7 separate regions of the Mus musculus genome follow, and regions 1, 2, 3, 5, 6 and 7 are each linked to region 4. The links are chromatin contacts, called in public HiCAR-type and promoter capture Hi-C maps. All regions are on one chromosome and are shown on one strand. The core of a region is the stretch at or near the end of the contact, and the rest is flanking DNA. Distances in the headings are between cores, read along the strand shown. Region 1 holds the start of Rnf216 (ring finger protein 216). Region 2 holds the start of Wipi2 (WD repeat domain, phosphoinositide interacting 2). Region 3 overlaps Foxk1 (forkhead box K1). Region 4 holds the start of Sdk1 (sidekick cell adhesion molecule 1). Region 5 holds the start of Mmd2 (monocyte to macrophage differentiation-associated 2). Region 6 holds the start of Radil (Ras association and DIL domains). Region 7 holds the start of Ap5z1 (adaptor-related protein complex 5, zeta 1 subunit).

Region 1 (2,733 bases), core at 153-2,652, 1.9 Mb after region 4:
ACCAAACCAAACAAACAAAAATCCAGCAAGGAAGCTGGGCGGTGGTGGTGGTGGCGGCGGCGGCGGCGGCGCATGCCTTTAATCCCAGCACTTGGGAGGCAGAGGCAGGCGGATTTCTGAGTTCTGAGGTCTACAAAGTGAGTTTCAGGACAGGCAGAACTGCACAGAAAAACCCTGTCGCGAAAAACAAAAAACAAAACAACAACAACAAAAAAATCCAGCAAGGAGTTGAGAGTGGAGCTCAAAGGTAGAGCGGCTGTTGAGTAGGAGAAAAATGACACATGCCTTTAATCAGGAAGCAGAGGCAAGCAGACCTCTGAGCTACATGCCCGCAAGGGCTACAGTTAGACTCAACAATAACAATAACAATAACAATAACAATAACAATAACAACATAATGGCAAGATGTGGTGGGGTGGCCTACACCAGGGCAGAGGCATGCAAATTCCTGAGTCCCTTGGGCCCAGCCTCTACTTTTCAGGTTTCAGGCTAGCCTCGGCTATGCAGAAAAATTAAAAAAAAAAAAAAAATGAAGAAAAGAAAAGAAACGAATCCAAGACAAACCCCAGCGGAGATGGCGTCCAAGACACTTAGCACAATGGAGAAGAGGATACCAAGTCATTGCACCCTTTGGAGATGCAAGGAGTTCGGGATCACCGAGGAGCCCCACGAGGGGCCGCCTCGTCCCCTCGAGCGTGGGTCTTGCCGCTCACCCCAGGGTGCCACGCGCACGGGAGCGCTCTCCGCTACCACGCACCGGGACTCCCGACTGCAGGAGTTTCAAGTCCCCTTCACTCGGGAGCTCAGACTGGGATGACAGGCGTCAACTTGGACTCCAAGGGGCCCCAAACTGGCCCGGGCTGGAGTTCGAAGTCGCCAGTCGGTCGCCTCTTCCGCTTCTCCAGGCCGCGGTGGGGAGCGCGGCCACCAGAGCGAGCCGCCAGAGAACCGTCTCTCAGCAGCTCGGCGCCCCCCGCGCAGCAGGCCGGCCCGAGAAACTTCCTCAAGTGACGGGAGGGGAGCCGGCAGGCCAGCGGTCGTCGGCGTCGCTCCCCTCCCGTCACCCCCCGCGCGGGTCCCCGGGCCCCCGGGGCTCGCGAGCGCGTCCCCCTCGGGCCCCGCCCCCACCCCGGTGGCGCCCCGGCGGGAGGCCACTCTCCTCGCTCGACCCGCAGCCCCGGGAGACCGCGCGCGCGAGCGCCCATCACGGACTCGCCCCAACACAGCCAGCCCAGCTCCGCGAGCGCGGCTCGACGCCCGGGAGTTCAGTCTCAAGTTCACCTGAAGAAGCAGCCGCTGGAAAAGCTCCCCCGCTGCGACCGCCGCCGCTGCGACCGCCGCCGCCGCCACCGAGGCCGCTACTGCGTTCCTTCCGGCCTCGCCACCGCGTCCACCTCGCGCCTGCGCGCAGCGCCCCCTCCCGACTAATAACAGGAAGAACCATAGAGGGACGCGGACAGTCGGGGAGGAGGGACCTGGAGAGCGAGACCATAGAGATGGGTGCCTAGCCGGCCTCCATCCAGGCTCCACGACTGCAGAACCTTGACTCCTCCTTGCTGTGGGAAGACAAAAGAACAGCTGAACCACAGGGTCACTGTAGCCGCCCCGATTTAGCTATGAAATCAACCGATTAATCACGTATCTATCCCCTCTTGAGGTGATGCTCTGTACCAGGTGAGAAAGGTAAAATGACCCAACTCTCCTCCCAAGGTATTTGGTGAAGAGTAAAAGTTCCAGCTCTGTTCAATCAAGGTTGGAGTGCTGGCCAGCGCTCAAGAGCACCGACCCAAATTTGATTCATGGAACCCTCATTGCAGCTCACAGTGGTCTGTAATTTCAGTTCTAGAAGATCCCTGACGATCTCTTCCAGCCTCTGTGGGCACCAAGCATGCAAGTTGTACACCGATATACATGCAGGCAAAACATGCATATGCATAAAATCAAAATAAAAAATAGAAATTGAATTTTTTTCAGCCAGGCAGTGATGGTCCACACCTTTGATCCCAGCACTTGGGAGGCAGAGGAAGCCCTGAGTTCGAGGCCAGCCTGATCTACAGAGTGAGTTCAGTATAGCCAGGGCTACACAGAGAAATCCTGTCTCAAAAAAAATTTTTTTTTAAATAAATAAAAAAACCTCAAGTTGTGTGTGTGGTTGTATGTGTGTATATGTATGTGTATGATGTATCTGTGTGCTCTGTCTGGGCTTCTATAGGTTGTGTATGTATAAGTGTGTGTGCTTGTGTGTGTGTGTATATGTTGTGTATGCTTGTGTGTATGAGTGTGTGTATGTGTGCTTATATGCGTATGTGTATATGGTGTGTATATGTAATGTGTGCCTGTGCTTGTGTTTATGTTATATATATATATATATATATATATATATATATATATATATATATATATGAATATGAGTGTGTGGTGTGCTTGTGTGTGTGTATATTATGTGTGCTTGTATATATGTGTATCTGTGCTCATGTGTGTATGTGTGCTCTGTGTGTCTGTGCTTATGTATGTTATGTGTGCTTGTGTGGATGTGCGTGTGTAGATATGCTTGTGTGTGTATGTGTGTATATGGTGTGTTTGTGCTCTGTGTGTGTGCTTGTGTGTATGTGTATATGTTATGTGTGTGCTCTGTGTGTCTGTGCTTATGTGTGTGTATGTTGTATACAAATGAGTGTATGACGTGCTTGTGTATGTTATGTGTGCTTGTGTGTATGTGTGTGTGTATATGCT
Region 2 (2,856 bases), core at 21-2,520, 1.4 Mb after region 4:
AGGGTATGTATGATCTCCGATAGGTCTTCCAGTGGAAGACCATATCCAAAACTATATAGGCAACACAAAATGGAATTGGTGGGTTTAAAAAAGAAAGACTGAAAAAAAAAAAGACATAAAGTTGGGTGGGTAGGGAAGAAGAGTGGATCTGGGTGGTGGTGAGGTTGAATATGATCAAAATGCTTTGCATGAAATTCTTAAAGAATTCATTAAAAAAAAAAAAAAGAAAAGCTGGGAATCGTAGCACATTTAATTCCAGCACCAGAGGGCAGAGGACGGAGGGCAGATGGCCGAGGGCAGTATATTTCTATGCATTGAAGATTAAGATGGTGAGTTCCAGAAGAGCCAAGGTCTCCAAAGGCTAAAGCAAACCATTTTAAAGGCTACTTTAAACAAGCGTGGTGGTGCAGCTCCATAATCTTTTAAGAGGTAAAGGCAGGAAGACCGGGAATTCAAGGTCAACCTCAGCTACAGAGTCCAAAGCTAGCCTAAGATAGATGAGCCCCGATCCAAAGACAACAAACAAAACAAAAACACGAAACAGGAAGGGTGGGAAAGTGTGCGCCATCTTTTCCTCAACAACTTTGCCATCTTTGCCCCTCTGGCTGTACTAACAAAGTTCGACTTTGCTCCCCGCTTAACTGTCCTCAAGGACAGCACACTGCTCTTGGGAACTACCAGCCTCTTGCCTAGAGGTTCAGTTCTAACAGCACAGAACAAGTCTCTCTCTTCTCCAGGACCTTCGCCACCAGAACATTTCTATCTCCTTGAAGGGAAGAAGAGAAAGGAAAGAAGGGAAGCAGCGGGAAGGAGAGAAAGGTGCTTCCCATAGACTGTTGCACGGACCAATACATTTAAAGTAGAATCCTGTCCCAAGGACCGTGACCGCACGCGCCTTTCCAGTCTCAGACCCAACATTTGGCAAATCGTTTGCAGTTCTGCGCCTCGCTTTTCAAATCTGCAAAACGGACGTGCGACATTCTCTTCGAGCAACGCGGTGCGCCAAAGTTCCTAGAACAATGATCAACGACTCAGGACCAACGAGGTAACTCGCCGTTCTCAGACAGCAAGCCCCCGCCCACTCTCCGCCACGCGCAGGCGCACCCACCAGCGCACCTTTATGCATGCGCAGTCGACCGGAAACACCCGCGGATGCCTGCGGCGAAGAGGCGGGGCCTACGCAGCGGGCCTGCGCGGAACGCCGCCGTGCGACGCGAGGGTGGGCGGGACCGCGCAAGCGCGCAGCCCGTCCCGGCTCTGGAGCATAAACAAGAGTGGGGACGGGATGAGGCGGCAGTTGGTCCCCGCGCAGCGAGAGGCGGCGAGCGGGGCGACCTGCCGGACCGGACGTCGATCCTGAGTGTAGCGTGCTCCCGCGGGCCGCCCGAGTCGAGCTGCGCGCGCTCCCGCCAAGGGGGGTCCGAGGCCGTCGCGCGCTCGCAGCCATGAACCTGGCGAGCCAGAGCGGAGAGGCCGGCGCCGGCCAGCTGCTGTTCGCCAACTTCAACCAGGATAACACGTAAGGCCGGGCGCGGACGCGGGGCCGGGGCAGAGACCAGGGCTGGTCAGGTTGAGGGGTATGGGCGGGGGGCGTGCTGAGCCCGCGCGGCCGCTCGAGCGCTGCTGCCTCCTGGGCCGGGGGAGGTGATGGAACTCGGGGTGCCCCCATCCACCTGTCCTGAGACCTGGCCTTTCGCAAAGTTAGGAAGGAACTGTGCACGCCGGTTTGCGCCTGTCACCCGGACTCGGTTTTGCGGCCATCCTGGGCATCGCCCGCCTCCCCCTTTCTATACATCTGTATCCTCACTGCTTCTGTCGCTTTTCATGGCTTTTCTTTTTCTGTTTGCTTATTTCTTCTCTGCCGACCTTTCTGGCAAGTAACTTTGGTCTCCTCCAAAAAAGGACCAAACGGCAGTAGTAATCCAGGCCTTCGATCTGAGACTTTATCCTCAAGGGGTCTGGGAGCTTCAAAAGGGGGTGAGGTGGGCTATTCCTGGGGTAAAAAAGAACCTTCGTACCGGTCCACTGTTTTACCGGACTGAACTCCTGTAGTTCCCCATCTGGTTCTTCAAGGCTGCCTCGTTGGCATACCTGGAAGGTAGGTAATAGATGAGGTTTCTGATGAAGGATGGATGAGTTATGGGACTGGAAGGGAGAAGAGCCATCTTGGGAAGTGAGTAAGAGGAAGTGATGTAAGAGGAGGAGGAATGGGTCACTTGGCATCACACTAAGTAGTTGGTCGCTACTGGCACAATAGCATTAGCAAGGCAGGGACTGAGGCTTTTGTTTTTCCTCACTTAAAAGTTAGATTGGAGAATGGCAAGTACCTGTGTGGAGGGAGGTGCAACAGGTGCTCAGTTGGACCTTTAGACGAGCTCAAGAAGGAGGTGCTGTCCTGAAATTGGGACCAGCCACAAATGAGACTGTGAAGTTCAGAAAGGGCTAGAGTCTGTCAGGATCTTAAAGTTGGCTAATAGTGGGATGGGGCAGGCTTGGGTTCTCATCCCCTGAGGTTGCTCTCCTGGTGTTCTTTCCGTTGTAACACACTGGGTCTTTTCTACATTAGAACAGAATGCTAAAGACACTGAGTCCAGAAGTAATAGTGGACCTGGGCACTGGAGAGCTGGTTCAGTGGATAAAGCACTTGTCACACAACTCTGAGGCCCAGAGTTGGGATCCCAGCACCCATAGAAAAGCTAGGCAGCTGTCTATAATCCCAGCAGATCCCTGGCTAGTTAGATGAGCAGGGTCAGTGAGCTCTGGGGTTCAGGGAAGAGACCCTACTTTGGTAAATAAAGAGGGAGACACCTGGCCTAAACAACTGACCTCCACACAAGTGTATGCACACTGGCAGGT
Region 3 (2,732 bases), core at 31-2,530, 1.2 Mb after region 4:
AAGGAAGACAGTGTCCCAGCCTCTGGCGTCCACCCTCTGTGCTTCTGGGTTTATGGGGAGGAGTTGTTGAGGGAGGTCAGCAAACTTGCTGCTTGACATTTAAAACCAACTTTCAGGCTTTCTGCCTCTGTCCATGGAGATGCCATGTGGAGAACTGGGGTCTCCAGGAGATGTGATACTGGAAGACTGGAGCAAGTTAGAGGGCTTGAAAGACAGGAAATGGTGATCTTCTGGGCTGGGATGCCCAGGTACCCACTTTGTACAGGACCACCTTGGGAGGTGGGGACAGGTGCTAAGGGACAGGAGGGTCCTCAGCTAGAGTGAACATTTGGGGGAACTAGGGGTGGACACTGGTAGGCAGTCTCTGGCTAGGGTTTTTCATACCAGTATTATGAATAGAATCCAGAGCCTTTTAATGGGGGGGAGGGGCGGGGGTCTAGGCCAGTTCTGTACTCCTGAGCCACACCTCCAGCCTTTCACTGGGGGTGGAGGGCTCTAGGCAAAGGTTCTACCTAGGGCCCATGCTCCCAGCCCTTTTACTATTTTGAGATAGGATTTTATTAAGTTGCCCAAACTGGCCTTGAACTCCTGGTCCTCATCCCTCAGGCTCCTCTAAGTAGCCCTGCAGGCTTCTGGAGCTGTTTTTATTGCAGAGCAAACCATCCGGACTAATGGGCCATCAGGGATAAATCACAGGACCAAGGATGCGATTTACATAACGGTTAAACCAGTTTAGTGTATCCCGAGAAGGGAGCCAGCTCCTCCCCAAGCGATTATTCAGCGTTATTAATCTGCTTTATGGCCCAGTTTCCCCAAATGGGTAATTGCTCCTTCAAAGTATTAAAATTTATTTAGAAACCTAGGTACATGCAGGAGAGGGAAATGGCCTGACAGCTCTTGAAAAAAAAAGTTCTTTTTTCTGCTACAGGGTTTCATTTGGCCCAAGCTAACCTCCAACTCACAATCCTCCTGCCTCAGCCTCCCACACAGAGTACCATTCCCAGCTGGGTATCCATTTATTCCTTGTGCCTTTTCTTTCCAGTGTGTCTTTCCTGATTCTTCTTTTCTTTCAAAATAAAGAAAGCTATTTTATTTTATTTTATTTTTTATGTTTTATTTACTTAATTGTCTGAGGAGGGGATAGGCATCATGATTGGGGTATGGAGATCAGGACAGCTTTGGGGAGTCACGTGGGTCCGTTCACTCTACCGGCTGAGCCATCTCACTCACCTCAGATCTTTCTAGGCCACGTGGGCCCCGAGTGGCATCCTGTCTTACTAAGATTGCAGAGCTGTGGCTTGGTGCTGGTTCTCAGGCTCGGGCCTCTTCTAAATTTGGGTACAGGGAGACTAGGAGAGCCAAGCAGTCCCCTGTGGGGCCAGCTGTCCTTCCGAGGAGTGTGCTGTAAGAGAGGAGGGTTAAACCAAATAAAGGCTCTTGCAAATTCCTCCCGATGATAAGAGGCGCCTTTGTTTTGTTTGGGTTCTTATCTGGGCCGGCTTAGAGGTCTCTAAGCTGGAGTCTCCGCTGTTTTGTAAACATCTCTAACCCCTGCTCTTCTCCCTCTGGAGAACTAGAGGCTTCCTCTGCCTTTGATCAGATCTTATCAATGGCTGCTGGTGTGAGCCGTCTGCCCGGAAGGCAGAATAGACCTGAAGAAAGAAGCTCCCTTGGGGAAAGGCCTGGTTAAAATGACTGACTCTAAATCTAGGTTTCACAGGGCAGGCCTGGTGGACAGATCTACAATCCCTACCACCACCACCTCCCTGCACTGGGGAGGTGGAAGAGTGTCACAGACCTGAGACTAGCCTGGGCTACGTAATAACTCTAAGGCCAGCCTGTAGCTACATAGTAAGACTGTCTCATAACACAAAAAAAAGAAAAAGCAGCAAATGTTTAGAAGTCTTTGTTTCCTAGTAGAAGGAGTTAGGAGACTACAGTTCTGAGATGTGTCAAGGGCTGTGGTTGACTGCTGACCTGGGACTGAAGCTGTAGTTTCTCTGCGAGCCTAAGGTCTTCAGGTCTGTCCGTCTGTCTGTCTGTTCATAAACACCCTGAATCTAATTTCAAGTTCTCTTTCAGTGGGTCCTTGAGTTAGGGATTTAATTTTTTTAAAAAAACATTCCATTTGTTTATTGTGTGTTTGTGCACTTGGGCAGCACATATGTAGCAGTCAGAGGACAACATGTGGGAGTCTGTTCTCTTCTTCTGCCCTCTGGGTGCTGGTGATGGAATTCAGGTGACAGGAACCTTAGCCACCAAACCATATTGCTGCCTCTCCTTCAGAGAAATGAGCACCACCAGGGCCCTGCTGGGTGTGCTTGGTGCTGTGGCAGATGCACCCACCATGCTCCTAGAAGGAGGAAATGGAGGGGCCACGCATGGCAGAGCTGCTTGGCTGCCCAGTGGGAGGTTCCAGGTCACTGCACACACAGGTTAAGGCCACTTTTGATAGACACTGGACCATGGAGGCGCCCTAGCGCCTGCATGTGACATCACAGCAGGTCTACAGCTTGGGTTTCTTTCTCTGTATCTGGTACTTGTGGGACAGTTGCTCTTTTTCTGGCTCTGTGTAACTCTTGGTTTGTTTGTTTTCATCATTCATTCATTCACTCATTCATTCATCCATCATGTGTTGAGTGGTGGGGGTGGGTGCATGTGTCAGATGTCAGGAAAGCTTTCAGGAGTTAGTTCTGTCCTTCTGCCATGTAGACTAGGCCATTGAACTCAGG
Region 4 (3,066 bases), core at 307-2,806:
CACCCCCTAGCACAGCAGACATTGCTCATTTATCGTTCTCTTGGCATTTACATAAGCCTGTAAGCTTGTAGAAATCCACATAGTTGGCAACAGAAATTTACAAATACCACCTTCCTCCACTCCTGCCAGAATCCACTTGTTCTCGGGGTGCCATCGCTGAGGGGACACTTCTTTTACCTAGCAACCATTGCCCATTTAGAAGCCCTGCCTCCCCCCGCACCCCCCCTCCCCCGCCCCAGAGAACAGTGAATATTTTAGATGCAGTTTTTATTCCTTTGCTTTTTCATAGCATGTGTAGGAAAGGGCAAAAGGCAGAGACTGGGTCTTCAGATAGAGCTCATAACCCACCAATTTTATCTGGGCGTCAGTTTCCCCACTTTTCCTTAACTGTTAACACAGGCAGATGTGTCAAGAGGCAGCTCAGTACAGGGACTCTGCAAACAGGAATTAGCGCTAACTCACGAGTCTCAGCCCCTTGCCTGGGGCTTTTTGTTAGCAGGGACAATCATCAATCACAAGTACTTGTAAGCTGACACAACACACTTCCTAGGGAGCCAGCCCCTGGCAGGGCACACTCGCTGTCTCTTTGGCCTTCTAGTCATATATGACCTCACTCAAACTCCATCACAAGCTCTCCGATAACTCCTAAAAACGCAAGACTGGACTGTTACCCGCCTCTCTCTCCAGTTTCCCTCTCACAAAAGTCCCAGCCTCTAGGCTCCAGCGTGCTTAGTTCACCCTATAAACTCAGCTAATGGTTACCACATGCTGCTGAGGGTCCGCGCCCATCCCGACCTCTCCACCCCTGCAGACTCCCCAGGCCCTGGGATGTCCGATCCTTGACGCTGCAGGTCCTTCCTCCAAATCCTCCCACGCACAGCGGGAAGTACCCTGTACTGTGGTCCTGCTGGCCACGCATGACCTTGGACACTTCTTCCAAAGCCATGTCCACTCCTCAGAATAGGTTGCGTCTTTGCGCCCCACGGTGCTTCTGATTGCTGGGAATTGAAAACTCGATCGCGCGCCTTTCTCCTTTGCAATGACAGCAACTTGGCTCGGAACCACCCCAGCATCAGAGTCCCTGGCTGGAAGCAGGAAGGCTCCCGGGACGCATGGAGGGGCGTGCCCACTGGCCCTCCGATCCCTAGTCCCTCGGGCTCAGTAGGGACTGCGGTGCCAGGGGGCCGCCACACCTGGTGTCGTCCCACCCGCGGGACGTGCAGCTCAGCCCCTGGGGTCTCCCGGCAAGGGAGCAGGCACCGCCCCGCCTGAGCACGCCCCGCAGACAAGCCCGCCGGGGAAGCGCGTGCCGAGACGGCGCGCCGGCTGCAATCCCCGCCGCGGGTCCCTAGGGGGCGCAGCGGGCGCGGGAAGTCGCTCTGGGCCCGGGCACGAAATTGCAAGCGGGCGGGCGCGGCGAGTTTGAAAACAAGCGAGCGCCGTGGGGGCGGGTCCCAGGCGCGAGAGCCGCCGGGCTCGGCCAATCAGATGCGGGTGGCGGGCGCGGGCGGCGCGTGCGGCCGGGCTGTGAATGGGGCGCGGCGGTCGCGGCGGCCGAGGCGAGAGCCGGCGCGCGGGCGGGCGCACTTTCTCCTCAGCGCCGGGCGGGGGCGGCGGCGGCAGAGGCGGCGGCAGAGGCGTTCTGCTCAGCTCCCCTCACAGAGCGCTGCGGGGCCGGCGCTGTGCGGCTGCGAGGAGCGGGGGCGACGTGCTGGGCATTTCCTCGCTCGCTGACAACTTCTCCTCGACCCGGCTCGCTGCTCATCGGAGCCCGGACGCCGCCCCTCGGCGCTCGCCGCTGCCTCAGCGGGTCTGCGCGCTCCCGCCCGCCCTGCCCGTCCCGCGGCGCCCGGGGGTGGCGGCTCCGCGGCATGGCCCGCGCCCGGCCCTCGGTGGCGGGCGGCGGAGTCGCGGCGCCCCCTGAGCGAGCGGGGCCCGGGCGGCCGCGGAGGAGCCGGACCGGTCACCACTGCGACCCCGAGTGCCCAGGGCTGCGCGCAGCGCCCAGGACCCCCGGGCCGGGCGCGGGCCGGCGGGCGGCAAAGTTGAGGCCGGGCCGCGGGTGGTGGGCGCTGCTGTTGCTCCAGCTGCACTTGCTGCGGGCGCTGGCGCAAGGTAGGTGCGGGCCTGACCGCCGAGACACCCCCGAGGTGGACTTTGTGGGTGCCTCCCGGGGTGGGCTTTAGGGGTGCGCAGTCCCGGGGTGGACTCCTGAAGCGCGCGCCGCCAGAGGTGACACCCCAGGGGTGGACTTTGTGGGCTCCACCTGGTCTGTATTATGAGTGGACATCTCTGAGGTGACTTTGCAAGTGGACACCTATGGGCTGGGCTTCAGGGGTGCACAATCTTGGGGTGACAACCCGCAGTGTACTTTGTGGGTGCTACCTGGGATAGACTATGTTGTGAGTGGGTATATCTGGGCTGAGTTTCAGGGCTGTGTAGTCTTAGGGTCACACCTTTGGGATGTACTATATGAGTGGAAACCCCTGAGGTGACTTTGCAAGTAATATACTTCTGGGCTGAGGTTTAGGGGTACACAATCTTGGGTGACACCTTTGGGTGAATTTTGTGGGCACCACTTGGTATGCATTATGACTGGACATCTCTGAGGTGACTTTGCAAGTGGACACCTATGAGCTGAGCTTGAGGGGTGACACCCTGTGGTATACTTTGTGGGCACCATCTGGGATGGGCTATGTTATGAGTGGATACCTTTGGACTGAGTTTCAGGGCTGCAAAGTCTTGGGGTGACACCTTTGGGGTGAACTATATTAGGGGTGGACATCACTGAGGTGACTTTGCAGGTAGATACCTCAGGGCTGAGCTATAGAGAGTTACACAGTCTTGGGGTGACACCTCTGGGGTGAACTATGGATGCATACCCCTTGGCTGGGCTGTGGAGGTGCACACTGGAGTCTTGGAGTGGGCATCACCTGGGATAGACTGTATTAGGATTGAACATCCCTGGGGTGGACTTTAGAGATGGACACATCTGGGCTAGGCCTTGGGAGCATGAAATTTTAGAATTCACACTCCTGGGATAGACTGAGTGATCATTTCCTAGAT
Region 5 (2,983 bases), core at 482-2,981, 1.4 Mb after region 4:
AGAATTAGAAGTTTGTGGGCCGGGGAAGTAGCTCAGTAGACTCGTCTACCATGCACAAGGCACTGGGTTCAGTCCCCAGCATTGCATCCATAAACCTAACCCAGCACTTAGATCGGGAATTTGAGACCATCCCCAGCTGTGAGTTAGGGACCAGCTTAGGATCCACAGAACAGAGGCTCTGGAGACTGGAACATCCAAGTCTATTGCTGGCTTCAGTTCTGGGGCAGTAAATCTGCAAGTGTGCAGAGAAATGGTGAGCCTGGAGGCTCACCATTTACTCAAGTGAAACAGTTCTATCTCCTACGACCGGGTCTTTTCTCAAAGGCCTATCTCTCCATCCGCCACAGAGGCAATCACATCTCCATGAGCAGCCAGGCATACCAGCCCACACTTGTAATCCCAGCCTTCAGGAGGCTGAGGCCAAAGGACTGCTGTCCGTGTAAGGCTGACCTGGGCCACATAGTGTGTTTCAGAGAAGCCTGGGCTACTAGGCTATAGAATGAGACATTTTTTAAAAATAAAATTAAAAAAAGGACTAGGAAAGGCATGACAAGATGGCTCAGCAAGTCACGGAGTTTGCCACAAAAGCCTGGAGACCAGGGTTCAATCTCTGGAATTCATAGATAGTGGGAAGGAAAGATTCAACTCCACAACATTGTCTGACCTCCATATATGTGTGGGGTACACAACCCCACATGCAATAAAAATAATAGTAATAATAATGATACTCGTTCAAGACAACCAAATCAAATCAAAATGCACACCAGATAATGAAAACTTCGTATTAAAAAAACACAATGCAAAATAACTCACAACTAACGTGTTCAGATGGGAATCAGGTATACAAAATGTTAACTAAAATATACTCTTGTGAGTCCCAGCCCTAATTTCAGCATCCAGGGGGGCTAAGGCTGAAGAATTAAGTTCAAGACAAGCCTGGGCTACATAGTGAGATCAAGGCCAGCCTAGGGTATGTAGCAAGACTGTCTCGAAAACAGGAAAAGAAGGACCAGTGTTCCCGAGCTAGACAGAGCTCTGTGAGGTCAAAGGACAGCTTGGTCTACAAAGGAGGGTCCAAGCCAGCCAGGACTACTATAGTGAGACCTGACTCAAAAAATAAATAAATAAAATAAAAGAAAGAAAAGAAAAGAAATCTGGGTTCAGGGAGGACCCCAGAGAGCTCCACAGGGATGGAGCAGTTCCCCCACCCTTAGATTTGCTTTCTAAGGATCATCTCATATAATCCTCCGTGGTTCCGAATGGTGGAGACTCTCAGAGTTCACCGGGTCGCAAATGTGGAAACTGAGCTTTGGACCGAAGAAGCACCTCGCCCAGGGGAAAAAGGAAACTCGGAGAATCCGCTGCGCTGAGCGCAAAAGCGGGGTGACAATTACCACTCCGTTATGAAGAAGCTGGGTTGTTCTAGCCCCAGGCAACGGGGTCTGTGCATCGAGCCCAGTTCTCCAGACAGTGGGGAAAGGAAAGAAGGATCTTGGTGTCCTGGCCCCTGTCTATCACCCCCTGACCCGCTACTCACCTTGCATATTTGGTTTTCTGGAAATCCAGCAGCCTGGCCAGAGTGAACATCGCCGCGGTTCCATCAGCGCCCAGACCAGGGCTGGGACGCGGGAACACCAGGAGCCGCTTCGGGAGGCGCAGCAGGTTGGAAAGGTGTCAGATCCTCGGGCTGCTCCAGGGCCTTGAACAGACCCGATCAGTTGCCTCCGGAGCCCCGAGCCCCTGAGCCTGGAGTCTCCCGGATCGCAAATCCCGAGCAGATGGTGGCGGGGGCGGGGCGGGGGCGGGATATGGGGGGGACTTGGGCGCACGCTGCCAATCGCCCGGCTGGGAGGCCCCCTCCCTCCTGCTAGCTTCTCCCCGGGTCCCCTCCACCCCATTGCTGTTCTAGCCAGCAGAAGACAGCTTGGACTAGACTGAACTGCCTCTGTTACGGCTTGCCATCCGGGCAGCACTGCAAAGCCACAGGGGACGCCTGGGGACCGAACTAGGTGGCACCCTCAGTTTACTTATTGCAGGCTCTTAGCCCTGAATCCACCCTACCATCCAGGACTCTGTGTCTCTAGGAACCATCTTGCTCCACCCCCTCCCATTCCACCTTCGCCGCTGCTCCCCTCCCCCCTGCCCCCTGCCCCAATCCCCATTCACATCCACATCCCAGTACCAAGATGGGGACATTCCATCATGTTCAGAATCTACAGCCCCAAGTCTATCCTCATGTCTTCAAACTCCAGTTTTCTTTTTATTATTACTTTATTGCATTTTAATATTTTAAAGCATTTATTTTTAATTTATGTGTGTATATGTGCGCAGGGTGGGGGTGGGGCTATGTGCATATGTGAGTGCAAGTGTGTGGAGATAAGAAGTCTGGGATCCCCAGGAGCGGGAGTTAGGGGCAGTTGTGAGGCAACCGAAGCGGGTGTTGGGATTCGAACTCCAATCCTCTGTATGCACAGGAAGCACTCAACCGCTGAGCAAGCTCTCCAGCCGCCTGCAGTTACGTATTTATCATGCGTGTAGAGGGCAGAAGGCAACTTGCAGGAGTTAGCTTTGTTCCTACACCATGGACAACTTAGGGACAAAACTCAGGTCTTCCGGCTTGAAGACAAGCATCTTTACCTGTTGAGCTGGCTCACCAGCCACCAGATTCAGCTTTCTGCTTTAGGGGGGGGCGTGACATCTTTGGAGGACGTGGGAACCCAATCTGTCTCTGAACATTTTGAACACCCCTTGAGGGAGCTGCAGGGGCAAGATGGTCTTTGGTGTTCATGACAGCTACTATTGTTGACTTTCCACTTGGCAGGATCTAGAATCACCAAAGATACAACCTCTGGGCATGTCTGTGAGGGATCTTATTGGTTGGGTAAGGGAAGGAAGGCCACCCCTAAATGTGAGCTGGACCTTGATCCTGGGCTGGGGGCTGGCCTTGAATAAAAGAAATATTGTGAACTTAATGCCAGAGTTC
Region 6 (2,700 bases), core at 193-2,692, 1.3 Mb after region 4:
ACGCCCTGGGTAACCAGATCTGTTTTTCTGGAAGTATGACCTGTCTTTTCCTTTTTCTGCCTCATTCTCGCCTCTGACACACAAACATTTGAGGACAGCTCAGGTCCCAGAGAGTCAAGAGTACACGCAGGGCTCTCGCCGTGGCTGCCTCAGAAATTGTCTCTTTTCTTGTTCTCCGATTCTGCTTTTTTAAAAAAGAAAAAAAGAAAGGAAGAAAAGAGAAAAAAGAAAGAAAAGGAAAAAAAGTAAGGTTAAGTCACAGAGACCAGGCAGGCAGTGAGGTCAACGACGGCTGACATGGGTGGAGGGACGTCTCTGTTCCAACAGGACAATGTGGAACACATTATCATTCCAACAGAAGAAAAACTGAGCAGTCAACTTTGCAGACGGCGCATTAGCCTCCTCCCCTCATCCACAAATCCTATCTTTATGGCTCCAGCTGGAGGGCGGCTTTAAAGGCAAGCATAATTCAATCAGGTTTCATTTGGGCCGCTAGTCACTTAGCAAAAAGGGACTGACTTCTCCCAGCAGGATTAAAGAGAAGCTCCTCTCTGGAATGCACAAGAGGTGGCCCGCAGCACCGAGAGACACCAGTAATCAAATTCTTTTTGGTAATTCAGATTAACCAAACACTCGACAGGCGACAGAGGCTGGGCCGGGCAGGTCTGCAGCCTGTCAGGCCCCCATCCCAGGGCTCCCCAGGGACAGAAGCCAGATCCCTTTGAGGGCCTCGGAGCTCCAGCTCAGCATCTGTCTCAGGCGCGGCACTTGTCGGGGGACTGGCTGGAAATGATACAGAAATAGCTGGAGAAACAATGCCTCTCGCGGGCACACCGATGGGGAGGAGACGCGATGCGGGACGGGTGTAGGCGGGGGTGTCACCACCATCCTGGTGGGCGAGTGCGGGACTCCCGCCTTGAGCTCTTTCGGGTTGTTCCAGGTTAGATTGCACCTCCAAAGCACTACCAGGTAAACTGAGGCCTGGAAAGGTCCCTTGGCCACGAGTGACGGAACCCGGATTGCCCCTGGAAGTCCACGGGGCCACGCAACCCGCGCCCACCCGGCCTTCAGGTGCAGCTCCCCCGGGCCGCTCCAGGCCCCGTGCGCTCGCCGGTTTCCATGGCAACCGAGCAAGCCTGCCTCCATCGCGCCCGGACTCGCCGTGGGGACCGTGACCAGCGCGGCCCCGCCCCAGCGCGTGCCCCGCCACCCGTGTCTCAGCCCGCGGTCTCCGCACCCTCCGCGGGTCCCCGCAGTGGCCCAGCCGCACCTCCTGGGCCATCCTCGGCCTCTGCTGACCTTCCTTCTCGCGCCCCGCACTCACCTCAGCGCAGCCTGTCAGCTGCGTCCCCCGCGCGCGGCTCCCACGCCCGCCGTTAGCCGAGCTGGCGCCCGGCTCGAAGCGCCTCCTGCCGGCCGCGCAACGGACAGGGCGAGGCCTCCGAAGGGGCGGGGCCTCTGGGGGCGGAGCCTCTAAGGGCGGGGAGTCGGGCGAGACGAACAGAAACTTGACACCTCAGCGCCCAATGGGCAGAGACGGAGCCTCGAGTGGGCGGGGTCACATGTATTAGGGCGGGCCTGGCCGACCGAGAAAGATAGGCTGTGCGCTAGCGCCCCCTTCTGGTCCCCAACGGTAAGAACGATTCTCTAAGAGGTGTGGCCTTTGAGTGGGCGTGGCCTCGGCAAGGGGGCGGGGCTAGTTTCCCAAAGTCGAGTCGTGGTATCTCAAGGGGCGGGGCTGCAGGAAAGAAGGGCGTGGCCTGTTCTTGGGCCCCCCTGCTTTGGGGTTGTGTACTCTATGATCAAGTAGGTGGTGTTTGGCCTCCACCCCAGTTAGTGGACGAAGGTGGAGGGGTGGACAAAGATGGACAGGTACATAACTGAATATGCATGAAACTGACCAGGGACAGGAAGGCCAGACTTTTATTTTATTGAATATATTTTTATTTATTCATTGACAATTGCATACGTGTATATAGTGTGTGTTGTCAGCATTTAACCCCAGTTCTTTAATTTTAATGTATCCTTCGTAGAATTTTATTTTACATTTTAGATAGGGTCTCATAGATGCCAGATTGGCCTCAAACTCCATGTGACCAAGGCTGGCCTTGCACTCCTGATGCTATTACCTCCATTGTCCTTGTGTTGGAATTACAAGCTTGCACTACCATGCCTAGTTAATGTAGTTCTGGGGATCGAACCAAGGGCCTCATGTATGCAATACAAATGCTCTACCAACTGAATCACTTCAACCCTAAGCAGCCAGAATTTTAAAAACACAAGTCAAATTATGGCAGACTAACTTTAAACCATGCAAAATGGGACCAAATCAGCTCTAGGTCCTTGACCCAAATAATGTATTTTGCTTTGACTTCTCTCTGGTATGTTCAGTGATCTCAAACTGCACACCCTAACCCGAGAAGTATATCTTTTTGTGGGCAGTTTGTCAAGAACTATACTGTAGAGAAGTAGTTCTCAACTTTCCTTAATGTTGCAACCCTTTAATACAGTTCCTCACTGGGTGGTTTGAATAGATATGGCCCCATACACTTCTGTGTTTGAATGCTTGGCCCATAGAGAGTGCCACTATTAGGAGGTGTGGTCTTGTTGGAGGAAGTGTGTCACTGTGGGGGTGGACTTTGAGGTCTCCTATGCCCAAGCTACACCTAGTATGACATATGGTCAGCCTCCTGCTGCCTG
Region 7 (2,978 bases), core at 139-2,638, 1.2 Mb after region 4:
CACTCAAGCCACCACCCCATGGCGGCTGCCTCAGAGCCCCTGGCATTCATCCTGACACTCAGCCAGGTGAGAAACAACCCACTTGTCCCTTTTTTCTGTGTACATGTTTTTGGGTGTGACTGCACCTGTGTGTGTATTTGTGTGGAGGCAGAGGACAACCTCAGCTGCTGTTCCTCAAGTGGGGTGTGTGTTCACATGCAGAGGCATAGGCATATGTACACTGGCCACAGGAGACGTGAGCAGATCAGAGGACAGCCTTCAGGTGCCCACCCTCATGGCTACTTACACCTTGTCTGAGACAGATTCTCTTTACCATCTCATAAGCCAGGGCGGCTTATCCTCCAGCCTCAGGAGAGTCTCCTGCCTCCTCCATCTCCTGTAGGTGTGCTGGGATTACAAATCCTTACACTACTGGGCTCAGGTTTTATGTAGCTTCTGAGGACCCAAACTCAGCCTGTCAGGCCTGTGTGTCAATCACTTTCAGGTTCTGAGTCTTCTTTCTTGCCCTACCTCTTCTCTGAGACAGAATCTCTCGTTGGCCTGGGACTTGCCAAGTAAGCTAGGGCCGGCCAGCAACCCTTAGGGATACTCCGATCTCCACTTCCTCAGTGCTGGGACTGCAAGTGTGGGTTTTATTTTTATATGGCCACCCAGGGATGGAACTCAGGTACTCATGTTCACTTTTACCAGCTGAGCCGTTTCTACTTCTGCCCGTTTCTCCCTGAAGCCTTGCTTATTACTAGGCCATGAGCACTAGGTATTGATTGGCAAGAGCCAGAAAGACACGGGTCCAAGTGTCTTTCCCACTGTGACAGCTCCTCAGTCTACTACCAGTTTCCTTTTTCTGTGTGTGCAATAGGCACCCATCTCCCAACCCAAATAGGTGAATAGTGCCAGGGCCTCATCTTAAAACCCAAGACTAGCAAGACATTGGGTATTTCTGCAGCAAAGAGCCTGACAGAATTTATAAAACGTGTCTGCCATACAGCTTTTGCTAAGGATGTTCTTTCTCTGCCACCAAGTCGCGCCCCCAGCCTCTCACTGGGGTAAATCTAGTCACCCTACTGCTAAACTATGTGCCTGCCTAGTCTCTCCAGGTCTAGAGTCTACCACTGGCAGTTCCGGGATCAAAGGAAACTGTTTCGGAGCCAGGAGTTCTGGGTTCCAAGGACCACGGTTCCATGACTCCCTGGCTGCTGACTGACGTGGAGAGAAGCCCAGGAGCTAGGCGGGAACTGGCTTCTGTACTGCAATATTTTGGCCAAGGCCTCCGCCCCGCCCCGCCCACCTGCCGCAGGACCGGAAGCTGGTCTGTCTTTTGCGCGGGGGAGTGGGAGGGATGGCCCTCCCACGTGGTGTGGCACCGGAAGCCGTCAGCTAGCGCTCCAGATTCTCCCACGTGATCCAGCCAGGACGCGGGAGGGTGGTGGCGGGGGTAAGAGGTGGGGCGAAAGAGGGCAGACACAGTCCGGTCACATGACACGTCATGTGACACGATCCCGGAAGTCCGCGGCAACGTTTCGGGCACTGGTGGGCTTGGAGCCGTGTCGGCATGTTCTCGGCGGGCGCGGAAAGTCTGCTGCACCAGGCCAGGTCTGCCGATCTGGGGCTGGGGCCACGGGGCGTGAGACGAAGCCGGGGAGGAGCGGGGAGGCGGTGGTCCCGCTGCACGGTTCGGGTCTCCGTGTGGCGCCGGGTCCGGGGCTCAGGGCGACCTGCGTGGAATGTGAGGCGCACAACTCAGCTAAGGGATCCTCCTCATCGTGTCTGGGTCCATGCTAGTGCTGACCCTGCACTGAGAGTCTAGGTTCTTTCCCAAATAGCCAGCCCAAGACTTGGTGGTACGTGATTCAGCGAAGGAAACGACTACCCGAAGCCCAGACCTGATGCATTTGGTAAACTGAAAATGCAAAGGGACAAATCTGGACTCTGAGCTGGGCCACTCGTGGGGAAAGTTTAGAATGGTTAAGATCTCTGGGATCTCCCAGAGCCTGAAAGAGTTAAAAGTCTGGAGTCTACGAACAAGACAGTACTCCGAAGACAGAGGGACTTAATAGGTAAATGACCTTGCCACCAAGCCTGACTCTCTCGATTCGACCCCCGGGGCTCGGGGAGGAAGAAGAAAATCAACTCCAGCAAGTTGTCTTTGGATCTCCACTCGAGCACCCCAACATGTACATAAATAAATGTAATAAATTAAAAAACAAAGACAGTTTTCTTAAGATCTATTAGGAAAATGGTTGGTGACCCAGCCACACAGTCTCCCCATGGGCCCACAGCCCTCCTTTGCCTTCAGTACTGGGTGGGTACTTTTCATTTTTAAGCAGTAACCTTTTCATGCCAACACAAAAATAACGCTATCCTGTCTCATAGCATCTGTGGTTTATCACTGCCCCAGTTGGGTACAACCCTGGGCCATTTGTATCTCCTTTTGCTCACCCAGCCTGTTCTCTAGGTGCCTCAATAAGACTCTGGGTGGAGGATGCAGGAAACAAAGCAGGCGAGGGTGGTAGGAAAGCTACTGGAGACCTTCCTCGGCCTGGGACATGTGGTACCTGCAGAGACAGTGCAGAACCAAGTTCAAGTACCTGACAGACAGGCTCAAAATGGGGGCAGTTTGCAAACCATCAGCCCTGTCAGGACACCATAGTGGGACTGTCAGCCATGATTTAGGAAGTTGGGGGCTCTCTTCCTCAGCGCCCACAGACAACTGATCCATTTATTTATTTATTTAGAGATGGCTGAGACAGAGTTTTACTGTGTGGCCCCTGAAACTCACTCTGTAGACCAAGCTGGCCTCAGACTCACAGAGATCCACCTGCCTCTGCCTCCCAAGTGCTGGGATTAAAGGCGTGCGCCACCACCACGCTGGGCAATTCCTTCATCATGGCCCTTTATTTTGTGGTGCTGGGAAGGAACCCAGCATGCATGTAGGCAGGCACCCCTTCCACCTCTTTTCCTTCCTTTTAAGCTTGGAA

The links. Promoter capture Hi-C pulls out the DNA fragments that hold promoters and counts their contacts. HiCAR-type assays count read pairs that join an accessible place to other places.
Region 1: a contact with region 4 is called in a promoter capture Hi-C map of pre-B cells, with 3 times the contacts expected there. The contact joins the promoter of Rnf216 here to the promoter of Sdk1 in region 4.
Region 2: a promoter capture Hi-C map of pre-B cells shows a contact between it and region 4, with 2.5 times the contacts expected there. The contact joins the promoter of Wipi2 here to the promoter of Sdk1 in region 4. A contact is called at or near these places in 1 of 39 promoter capture datasets (pre-B cells) and 1 of 115 datasets of contacts at active chromatin or transcription factors (large pre-B cells).
Region 3: a promoter capture Hi-C map of pre-B cells shows a contact between it and region 4, with 4 times the contacts expected there. The contact joins the enhancer-like site here to the promoter of Sdk1 in region 4. A contact is called at or near these places in 5 of 39 promoter capture datasets (cranial neural crest, frontonasal cranial neural crest, maxillary cranial neural crest and 2 more), 1 of 484 Hi-C or Micro-C datasets (embryonic stem cells), 8 of 115 datasets of contacts at active chromatin or transcription factors (embryonic forebrain, embryonic limb bud, forebrain and 5 more) and 1 of 9 other capture datasets (embryonic stem cells).
Region 5: a promoter capture Hi-C map of hippocampal neurons shows a contact between it and region 4, with 4 times the contacts expected there. The contact joins the promoter of Mmd2 here to the promoter of Sdk1 in region 4. A contact is called at or near these places in 3 of 39 promoter capture datasets (the C10 cell line, hippocampal neurons and liver) and 1 of 484 Hi-C or Micro-C datasets (embryonic stem cells).
Region 6: a HiCAR-type map of astrocytes shows a contact between it and region 4, with 4 times the contacts expected there. The contact joins the promoter of Radil here to the promoter of Sdk1 in region 4. A contact is called at or near these places in 4 of 39 promoter capture datasets (embryonic stem cells, hippocampal neurons, liver and 1 more), 1 of 484 Hi-C or Micro-C datasets (embryonic stem cells) and 1 of 115 datasets of contacts at active chromatin or transcription factors (astrocytes).
Region 7: a promoter capture Hi-C map of pre-B cells shows a contact between it and region 4, with 6 times the contacts expected there. The contact joins the promoter of Ap5z1 here to the promoter of Sdk1 in region 4. A contact is called at or near these places in 3 of 39 promoter capture datasets (embryonic stem cells, hippocampal neurons and pre-B cells), 3 of 484 Hi-C or Micro-C datasets (cerebellar granule neurons, cortical neurons and myocytes) and 5 of 115 datasets of contacts at active chromatin or transcription factors (astrocytes, craniofacial prominence, embryonic forebrain and 2 more).

The regions. Positions count from the first base shown.
Region 1 is chr5:143,111,618-143,114,350 of GRCm38.p6, forward strand. Rnf216 (ring finger protein 216) reads right to left here and starts at 1,403. Exons shown (of 17, transcript NM_080561.4): 1 at 1,282-1,403.
Region 2 is chr5:142,628,314-142,631,169 of GRCm38.p6, forward strand. Wipi2 (WD repeat domain, phosphoinositide interacting 2) reads left to right here and starts at 1,271. Exons shown (of 12, transcript NM_178398.4): 1 at 1,271-1,519. The coding sequence starts at 1,446.
Region 3 is chr5:142,414,916-142,417,647 of GRCm38.p6, forward strand. The region is part of intron 1 of Foxk1 (forkhead box K1); the gene reads left to right. Among named protein-coding and RNA genes, the nearest start is that of Foxk1, 15 kb to the left of the region's middle. Within about 2 kb of position 1,281, at least 102 of the 459 cell types and tissues checked have an H3K27ac peak or open chromatin away from gene starts, as enhancers often do. A contact at or near this core is called in pre-B cells, pro-B cells and regulatory T cell precursor, where this site is marked.
Region 4 is chr5:141,239,978-141,243,043 of GRCm38.p6, forward strand. It overlaps Sdk1 (sidekick cell adhesion molecule 1), which reads left to right and starts at 1,557. Exons shown (of 45, transcript NM_177879.5): 1 at 1,557-2,115. The coding sequence starts at 1,872.
Region 5 is chr5:142,607,021-142,610,003 of GRCm38.p6, forward strand. It overlaps Mmd2 (monocyte to macrophage differentiation-associated 2), which reads right to left and starts at 1,732. Exons shown (of 7, transcript NM_175217.6): 1 at 1,538-1,732. The coding sequence starts at 1,587.
Region 6 is chr5:142,549,656-142,552,355 of GRCm38.p6, forward strand. It overlaps Radil (Ras association and DIL domains), which reads right to left and starts at 1,443. Exons shown (of 15, transcript NM_178702.4): 1 at 1,325-1,443.
Region 7 is chr5:142,462,543-142,465,520 of GRCm38.p6, forward strand. Ap5z1 (adaptor-related protein complex 5, zeta 1 subunit) reads left to right here and starts at 1,389. Exons shown (of 17, transcript NM_172725.2): 1 at 1,389-1,593. The coding sequence starts at 1,553.